Regions from separate parts of the Mus musculus genome. Here region 1 is linked to region 2. A link is a contact called in public promoter capture Hi-C data. All regions are on one chromosome and are shown on one strand. Each heading gives the region's core, a stretch centred on a gene start, on an enhancer-like site or on the middle of the called end of the contact. The rest is flanking DNA. Distances are from core to core; before and after follow the strand shown. Region 1 holds the start of Edaradd (EDAR (ectodysplasin-A receptor)-associated death domain). Region 2 overlaps Heatr1 (HEAT repeat containing 1).

What was found. Promoter capture Hi-C pulls out the DNA fragments that hold promoters and counts their contacts.
Region 1: a contact with region 2 is called in a promoter capture Hi-C map of liver. The contact joins the promoter of Edaradd here to the enhancer-like site in region 2. A contact is called at or near these places in 5 of 39 promoter capture datasets (the C10 cell line, the HPC-7 cell line, embryonic stem cells and 2 more), 1 of 484 Hi-C or Micro-C datasets (liver), 1 of 115 datasets of contacts at active chromatin or transcription factors (the SCID.adh cell line) and 3 of 9 other capture datasets (adipose tissue, liver and pancreatic islet).

The regions. Positions count from the first base shown.
Region 1 is chr13:12,518,347-12,522,668 of GRCm38.p6, forward strand. It overlaps Edaradd (EDAR (ectodysplasin-A receptor)-associated death domain), which reads right to left and starts at 2,104. Exons shown (of 6, transcript NM_133643.4): 1 at 1,572-2,104. The coding sequence starts at 1,602.
Region 2 is chr13:12,418,433-12,422,609 of GRCm38.p6, forward strand. It overlaps Heatr1 (HEAT repeat containing 1), which reads left to right. Exons shown (of 45, transcript NM_144835.4): 25 at 2,610-2,713; 26 at 2,846-2,989; 27 at 3,609-3,727; 28 at 3,809-3,930. Among named protein-coding and RNA genes, the nearest start is that of Heatr1, 25 kb to the left of the region's middle. Within about 2 kb of position 2,804, at least 1 of the 459 cell types and tissues checked has an H3K27ac peak or open chromatin away from gene starts, as enhancers often do.

The DNA of each region.
Region 1 (4,322 bases), core at 854-3,353, 99 kb after region 2:
AACTGAGCCATCTCTTCAGCAACCCCCTCTCCCGGAGGCTTTTTATGCTGGTGTTACTGCTGAACTGGTTGGTTTCCACCCCGTCCCTGCCCCCATTTTCTCTGATGCAGTCGGGTCGAGAGGCAGCGCAGGCAAATGTTACCTGTATCCTTATCCAATGAACTCCTCTTCTCCATCTCTTGAATCCAGTATCATTTACTAAGTCTGGGACCATCATGACTAAAACCAAACACCCCTTGACATCTTATTCATACAGTCCTCAGCACAAGGAGGACAATACATACATAGCAGCAGGCACCCGATGAGAGAATTGTCCCCTTAAGTCCCCTTCTGTTCTTGCAAACAATGTGAGGGTTGGCCAGTTCACTTGATAGCCCGTGGAGCGTGCTACGTTTGAATAATTTAGTTCTTTTTTTTTTTTTTTTTTTTTGATGTCACTAGTAAACAGCCCCCTTCCCAAACCAGCACTCCAAGATGCCAAATCAGAATGGCCGCCAAATCAGAATGGCCACTGGGCTTAAGCTTCTGGCCACTGCCAGACATGGTATCTTCTCTGTCAGGTCAAGCCGGTAATCAGGGCTTAGCTCTTGAACTCTGTCCCTACTCCACTCAAGAAATGAAATACGAAACACAAGCAATCACATCGATCTCAGCAGTCTAGTCTGGTTCTGTGTGGCTCTTACCAGAGTGTCCAACCTCACCAAAACCAGAGAAAGACCTAGCGTACTCAAAGGGACATATCATCCTTTCGTTCACAAACACCGATGGAGTTTGTAGCTAGATTACAGGAGGACAGAGGAGATTCCTGGACGTTGACGTTTAAAGGAATTTTCCTTAAATGAGGGAGAAGCGATAGAAAAATCTAGATTCTGACCTCAGATATCAAAGCACATTTTTAATGTACTACGGGGACTAGAGACCTCCACAGGTGGGGATTGCGCATGTGGGCTCAGCCTCGTGGCTCTGTGGACAGTATAATAGTTGAATAGTGGCTCGGAGAGGTTAAGACTTGCACAGAAGCAAACACATCTCAGCAAAGTGAAGCTAGGAGGGAGAAGACGAACAAGGAAATGTGCGAGTGGAAAGCAAGGGAGAGCCTGGAAGGAAGGGGGTGCAGAATCCTCCCTCCTATGTTCTTTTCTATCAAAGGTTGGCTGACTTGTTTCAACCAGGCACCCGCGTGGCCCAGAACAAAAGCGCTCGGCCGGGCCTCCGCGTGGGGAGAGGGACCACGCACACCTTGCAGTGTGCAGGAAGCGAGCGATCAGCTGCTGCTCACAGAGGGGCAAGCGCAGGGGTAGGATCGGGAGAGGTAAGACGCGTGCCGCAGCTGTTCCCATCCAGCCTGACACACATCTGGCGCCCTGGTGTCCAAAAGAAAAAAAAAAAAAAAAAAGAAAGAAAGAAAGAAAGAAAGAAAGAAAGAAAGAAAGAAAGAAAGAAAGGAAGGAAGGAAGAAAGAAAGAAAAAAAAAACCGCTCCCAGGGGATGACTGAAGTTCAGTCTTTCAGTCTCATTAATCCAGCTGGTGGTCACACCCCAAGTGAGGGCGCGGCACCTTGCCGCTTTACCTGAGCGCAGAGGGTCGTCCGGAGAAGCCATGAAGACCAGGAGAGGACAGATGAGTGTCCGAGCAGGGGTGGACAGTCTCTAGGACCCCTGAGAACAGCAGGATCGCAGGGACCCAACCTCTTGCGTGGTAATGCGCGACTCTGTCTGCGCTCTGCCCTGCTGCTGCTGCTGCTCCTCCTCCTCCCTTTCCTCTTCTTGATCTCTGCCACTTCTTCCTCGTGCTCACTTCCTGCAATTAGCAAAGCCCCTTCCCGGCGCGAGTCTCTCCAGAACTCTGGAGAGGATTCCGTGGGTTGCGGTTGGGCACGAGAGGACACCGAGGGGCCCCCGGAGCACTTGCCCTGCTGGTACCTAGGGCGTAGAACCCTGGTCTTACCACGGAGGTCCCACGCGATCGCAACTGGGAGAGCCTTTCAGCTAGCCTTCCCCTGGCTGCCGCACGCGCGGGTGGCTTTCCCGGCTCCTAATCTCGTCCTCAGCTGGGACACCAAAGCACTCCCAGCGTGCTCCTTGCACAGGCCCGGGCTGAGACGCCTGCCGGCGATTTGATGTTTGAACAGTTTCCTAATCTTCAGGCAGCCTGAACGGCGGCATGACCGCACACGCTAGCACTTTCTAATTTGATGTTTCTTTGGCATTAGTTACTGCCTGACCTCCTGGGTGAGCACTACACAAAGGAGCGGGAAGAAAAGTCAGTCTTGAGGTCTCTGGTTTACTCCTCTGAAGGAAAAAGCAAAAACCAAAAAAACAGTATACGGTTCTGTTAGAAATGCAGAACCCATGGGCCCTTAAACGAATTAAGATTTAGCTTAAATGGGATTTTATTCTAATTAAGAGCAGAGAATCTGATCTTTTATTTTTTTATTTTTTTGTTTTTTGTTTTTTGGGTTTTTTCGAGATAGGGTTTCTCTGTATAGCCCTGGCTGTCCTGGAACTCACTCTGTAGAACTCAGAAATCCACCTGCCTCTGCCTGCCAAGTGCTGGGGTTAAAGGCATGTGCCACCACTGCATGGCGAATCTGATCTTTTAAAATGGCTATATTTTATTTAAAAGTTTAAGTTATTTCTATTATTTTTTAAATCATATTGGGGGTGAGGGGTATGAACACACAAGTACAGTGCCTACAGGGTCTAGAAGACGGTGGTAGCTCCCCTAAAGGTGGAGTTGCTGGTGGTTGTGGCCTTGCTAGGAACTGAGCTTGGGTCTTTTGCAAAAGTGGTAGCACTTTCAAGGCTAAGCTGCCTCTCCAGCTCTAGTGGCAGCATCTTCACTATGTGCCATATACAAAGGTTACAGACACGTTACATTTAATAGGAATCTCTGAAAGGAAGCACATAATCTATATCTGCCTTGGACATAAGCATAGAACTATTTTCTTTTTAAAAAAGGAGTTTAAAGGAGATGCCAGCCAAGGATGTAGGTCAGTAGTAGAGTGCCTGGCATGCATAAGCCCCAGCCTGATGATATACGTTGTAATCCCAGCACACAAGAGACTGAGGCAGGAGGGGAGTCTGGAGTTTGAGACCACCAAGAACTTTATGGTGTGGGGCTTTATTAAAAAAGAGGAGGAAGGGGGGAGGAGGAGGAAGTAAGAAAAGAAAGATTATTTCAGTATTTGCTGGACAATTTCATTAACAAATTACCCAATTCAGATTAATTAATAAACTGAACATTTCAGGGAGACAGCAAATGCCAATGTATCTTTGTGGTGCCCCCCAGGCTGCTCTGTGGTTCTGAGGCTCACGGCACTCTTGGGGTTGGTTTGTATTCTCCATAAGATGCTGCCATGGAAGAGTTGGGTCTTTAGAGAGGAGGCCACAAAGGCTCAGGTAAGGTAGGGAAATTAATTTAGAAAGGGTATTTTCTCAGGGAGTCTACTTTGAGGTTTGGTCTGTGGTTCCTTCTATACTCCACGCAGAGATGGAATTCATTTCTGAGGTTTGGTTGTTAGAAACCACATATACAGTTGGGCTGTCTTGTTAGCGCAAGTTCTAGCGGTTTGTTTTTCAAAAGGAAATTGTCAGTACGTTTCGTTACTTATATCTTTCACTAGGTAGAAGATGATTCAGATATCTACAGTGTCTTTCTTCTTATGTGTGTGCACATGGATGAGTGTGTGCCATGGAAGCAAACGCAGAGGTCAGAAGGTCACTCTCTCCTGCTGTAGGTCATGGGGATCACACTCGGGCCATCAGGCTGGAGGCTAGGACCGTCCCTTCCCTGCTGAACTTAGTCTCTCCCTCTCCCTCTCCCTCTCCCTCTCCCTCTCCCTCTCCCTCTCCCTCTCCCTCTCCCTCTCCCTCTCCCTCTCCCTCTCCCTCTCCCTCTCCCTCTCCCCTCTCTCCTCCTTTCTCCTTCGACTTACTCATCGTCGTTGTCCCCTCCTCCTTCTTTGAGAGTCTCACTCTGTAAACCAGGCTAGCCTCAAACTCAGATCCACAGAAGGGCTGGAATTGCAGGTACCTTCCACATCTGACTAAGGTTAATTAATTATTTTTAGCCTTTATGTTTTTATGTGTGGAGGTGTGTTTGCCTGCCTGCATGTTTGTGTGCAGCATGTATGTAGTCCCTTCAGAGGCCAGAAAAAGGGCTTCTATTCCCTTGGTATTTGAGTTACAGTTGTGGGTGCTCAAACCCAGTCTTCCAGAAGAGCTGTCAGTGCTCTTAACTGCTAATATCTCTCTCCAGTCTAAGGGGAAGTTTTTTTCTTTTTGGCTTTTTGAGACAGTGTTTCACTCCATAGCCCTGA
Region 2 (4,177 bases), core at 1,554-4,053:
CATACCTTGTACAATGCATCTTAATCATATCCAAGTACTTTTCCTGCTTCCCTCCCTCTCTATCCCCTGCCAGTATATCTCCTTTCCAGCTTCAATTCCTCCTTTTAAAAAGAAACAATCCCAGCACTGGGGAGGCAGAGGCAGGCAGATTTCTGAGTTCGAGGCCAGCCTGGTCTACAGAGTGAGTTCCAGGACAGTCAGGGCTACACAGAGAAACCCTGTCTTGAAAAAAAAAAAAAAAAAAAAAACAATCCACCAAGTCCGACTAGTGTTGCTCATGTGTGGATATGTGTGGAATCATACACCAGGGCATAAGCAACCTGCCAGTGAGTGGCGCCCTTCTCTCAGAAGCCATTTGCTGTCAATGGCTCCTTAGCCAGGAGTGGAGCCTCAGGAGCCCCTGCTCCATTCATGCTAAAAATTTTAACAGGTGTGATATTGTGCATATAAACCCAGCATTCTTCTCTCTCTTTCTGGTCTTCAGTTATGTCTGCCTACTCTAGCAAAGTGTTCCCTGGTCCTGGTTTGGTGTGAGGCGGGTCAGTATAGTCCTGGTCCTGGTTTGGTGTGAGGCGGGTCAGTATAGGTGTCCCATCTGGCTGAACATTCACAGCCACTTCCTCTCAGTGTTTTGGACGGTTAGGACGTTTGTAATAGCCATTACCCACCGTATAGGAAGCGTCTTTGAACAAGATTAAGAACAGCACAAATGCCTCCAAAACAAGAGTGCATAATGGTAAAGGCGGTACGGTAGCAGGTGGCTGAAATCAGAAGCTGAGAGGCCGCATTTCCATACAAGAAGCAGGACAAACTGAAAGCGGGGCAGTGTTTGTTGTTTGTTGTTAGATATGAAGTGTATATTTTCAGAGAGTTACTCATGGTTGTCTTATTTTTGGATCTTACTCATATTAGGTGCACCTGCCTGCTTCATGAAAGGAATGGGGAATTGTGAGGGGCTTGATGTTGCGCAAGATGACCTTATTTTACTTAAATAGATATGTGATGTATAAGATGGAATTGGAGCTCTGCATGTTATGTTTGTATGTACATTGAAATCTAGCCGTCATTGGAGTGGGTTATTTCATTTCTTGAATTGACTACAGTAGAGAATGTTAGGGGGGGTGGATAAAGTGATCACCACACAAGTGCCAATACTGGAGTTTGTATCCTACGTAAATCTGGGTGTGGATGGTAGGTAGTCCACCTCTAGTTCCAGTACTTAGAAGACAAAAGCAGGGTCTTTAAAGCAAGCTGGCTAGTTAGACTCGCTGTGTAGTTAAGCTCTGGGTTCAGGTAACAGACCCTGCCTCAATAAATAAGGTGGAGAACAATCAAGGAAGACTCGTGCTATCCATGCTGGATCTCCACATGCATGCACACTGAGCATGTGCATACACATAACAGACACGGTATGTATGTAACAATAACGGAGCATGTGCATACACATAACAGACGCGGTATGTATGTAACAATAAGAATAATAGAAGTCGGGGCTGGAGAGATGGCTTCAGTAGTTGAGAGTACTTGTTGCTCTCCCAGAGGAGGACCTGGGTTTGATTCCCAGCACCATGTTGCTACTCACAAGGATCTGTGACTCTAGTTCCAGGGCATCTAACATCCTCTTCTGGCTTACACAAACACCAGGCATGTAGGTGGTACACAGATGTATATACTGGCAAAATACCATACACATAAAATATTTAGCTTAAATAATGATGAAAATGTAATATACAGATTTAGCTCTCAGTCTTTAACAGCTTTTTCTCCTCTTTTTCTTTGCAGAAGAAAATATTCTAAAGCAAGTCTAAAACATTTAATTTCCATCCCTATGTACTTTTTACATTTTCACCTTTTAAAAATGTCCATTGTCTAACGTAACTACAACATACCTGAAAAAATTGATAGCAATTCCTTGGTATCATTTACTACTCAGTCCATAGTTGTATTTTAATGAATGTCTTTTTTTTAAAAGATTTATTTATTATTATACACAAGTTCACTGTGGCTGACTTCAGACACACCAGAAGAGGGCGTCAGATCTCATTATGAGTGGTTGTGAGCCCACCATGTGGTTGTTGGGATTTGAACTCAAACATGCCATATCAGCTAAAGATAAGCTCAACCTTGACTGTCAGGCAAATGTAATTGATGTTGTACATATTTCTGAACCTAGTGACAGCACGTAAGTACCATAGGAATCTGCTCAGCATCGTACTTGAGAGCATCCTAAATAACACATAAGATGGCGTTTGTAGTGCTTGTATTGGGGACTAGGCAGACTTCAAGTGGCACAATGACGTAAATGTAGACTGAAATGTTTTCGTTGACCTGTGCAGTGATGCTTATTGCAGCTATGTTTATCTATTGATCGATTGATGGGTTTCCTCTGTGGATTCCTGGCAGTCCTGGAACTCACTATGTAGACCAGGCTGCCTTTGAACTCAGATCCGCCTGCCTCTGCCTCCCGAGTGCTGGTATAAAAGGTGTACGTCACCCCCACCCAACTTTCTTGTTTTATTTTAATGTTGATAGTTGATAATTACATTACAACTATTGCTGTACTCTTGTTCCAGTGACTCACATCACTAGCCATTATTTCAATATTTCAGATTTCTGTCGATGCTGAACAAATCAGAATAGAACTGGAGCCACGAGATAAAGCTAAATCTTTGGGCACAATTCAGCAAACGAGAAGGCAGAAAATGCAACAGAAGTAAGAGCTTTGAATACACCAAGGGGTCTGGTCTTGTACCTCAGGCTCAGGCTTTTGTTGTGGTTTCTAGATACTCACCAGTTTTGCATAAACAGGGGTAATAGTGTTTGCATTGTCAACTCTGTTTCCCAGAAAGTCACAAGATGTAGAGTCTGTCCAAGAAGTGGAGGGCCCTTACTGGCAAAGAGTCACCCTCATCCTGGAGTTGCTGCAGCACAAGAAGAAGCTCAAGTGCCCTCAGATACTGATCCCACCCCTCTTCAACTTGCTGTCCAGGTAATGGCGCGTGGATCTGGTCTTGGGGACAAGCGGGTGGTAAGAATTTGCCCATGTTGATTTATCATTGTCTTTGGGGACATTTTTCTTGTTCAGATCGTCTGTCCAATAAAGGAAGTTAAAGTGCTGTCATTAAATATTGAAGCCTGGGTTCAGTAACCCATTACGGGTTTCCTACGCTGGCTTCCTCCTGAGCTTCGTAGTAACTGACTTCATCGATCTACCTGCTTTCCTACCTAACTTCCAGGGCCGTGTCTTAGCCACTCATGTGTATTTTAAGGATGCTGTGTGACGTCTGCTATCATAGTTGTAAATGATTAGAAAACATAGCTTTAGAGTGTGCCACTGAGCTGAGGAGTCTGTTGTCATTGGAAAAGTGCCGTGATTCTCCACGTCGTTAGGAGATTGCGAGTAGGTTAGTGGGAGTACCTAAATTGTGGACAGAAACCACTTGATGTACTTGACTGTATGAGAAACAAAACTAGAGTTAGAAATCTATTAGACTGTGCAATAGTAGTGTTTTCTTTATTCCTTATTGAATAGGTTTTGAACAGTAGTCATTAATGTGACTGTATTAACTTCTAAATTCCCAATCATTTCTCTTCTGGGGCTCCTGAAGGTGTTTAGAGCCTTTGTCATCAGAGCAGGGGAACATGGAGTACACTAAGCAGTTAATTCTGAGTTGTTTGCTCAACATCTGCCAAAAACTCTCCCCAGATGGTGGCAGAATACCTAAAGGTATGTGCTTGGTGGGCGGGAAGGGCAGGAAACGGCCTGCTTGCGCATGAGTCTATCAGCCACTCCTTCCCTCCACTGTAGATGTTGTGGATGAGGAGAAGTTCAACGTGGAGCTGATAGTGCAGTGCATCCGCCTCTCGGAGATGCCGCAGACTCACCACCATGCCCTGCTACTTTTGGGTACTGTTGCTGGAATATTTCCGGTAAGTGAAAGATATAAGACCCGAGTGGCTGTTTCAGGTCTCTTCTTCAATGCATCGGTGTGTAGAGGTTTAGGGCTCAGTGGAAGAGCTTTTGCCTGGCAAAGGTTAGATCTAGTGTGATTCCCAGTGTTGGGGAAAGAAAGAAAGAGAAAAGGAAGCTTGAGTTAGTCGGTAAAAAGAACAGTAACTTTCCTCACTGGCATGTGATGGAGCTTCAGCTGGACAACATGTGGTTGGCTCCTCATGC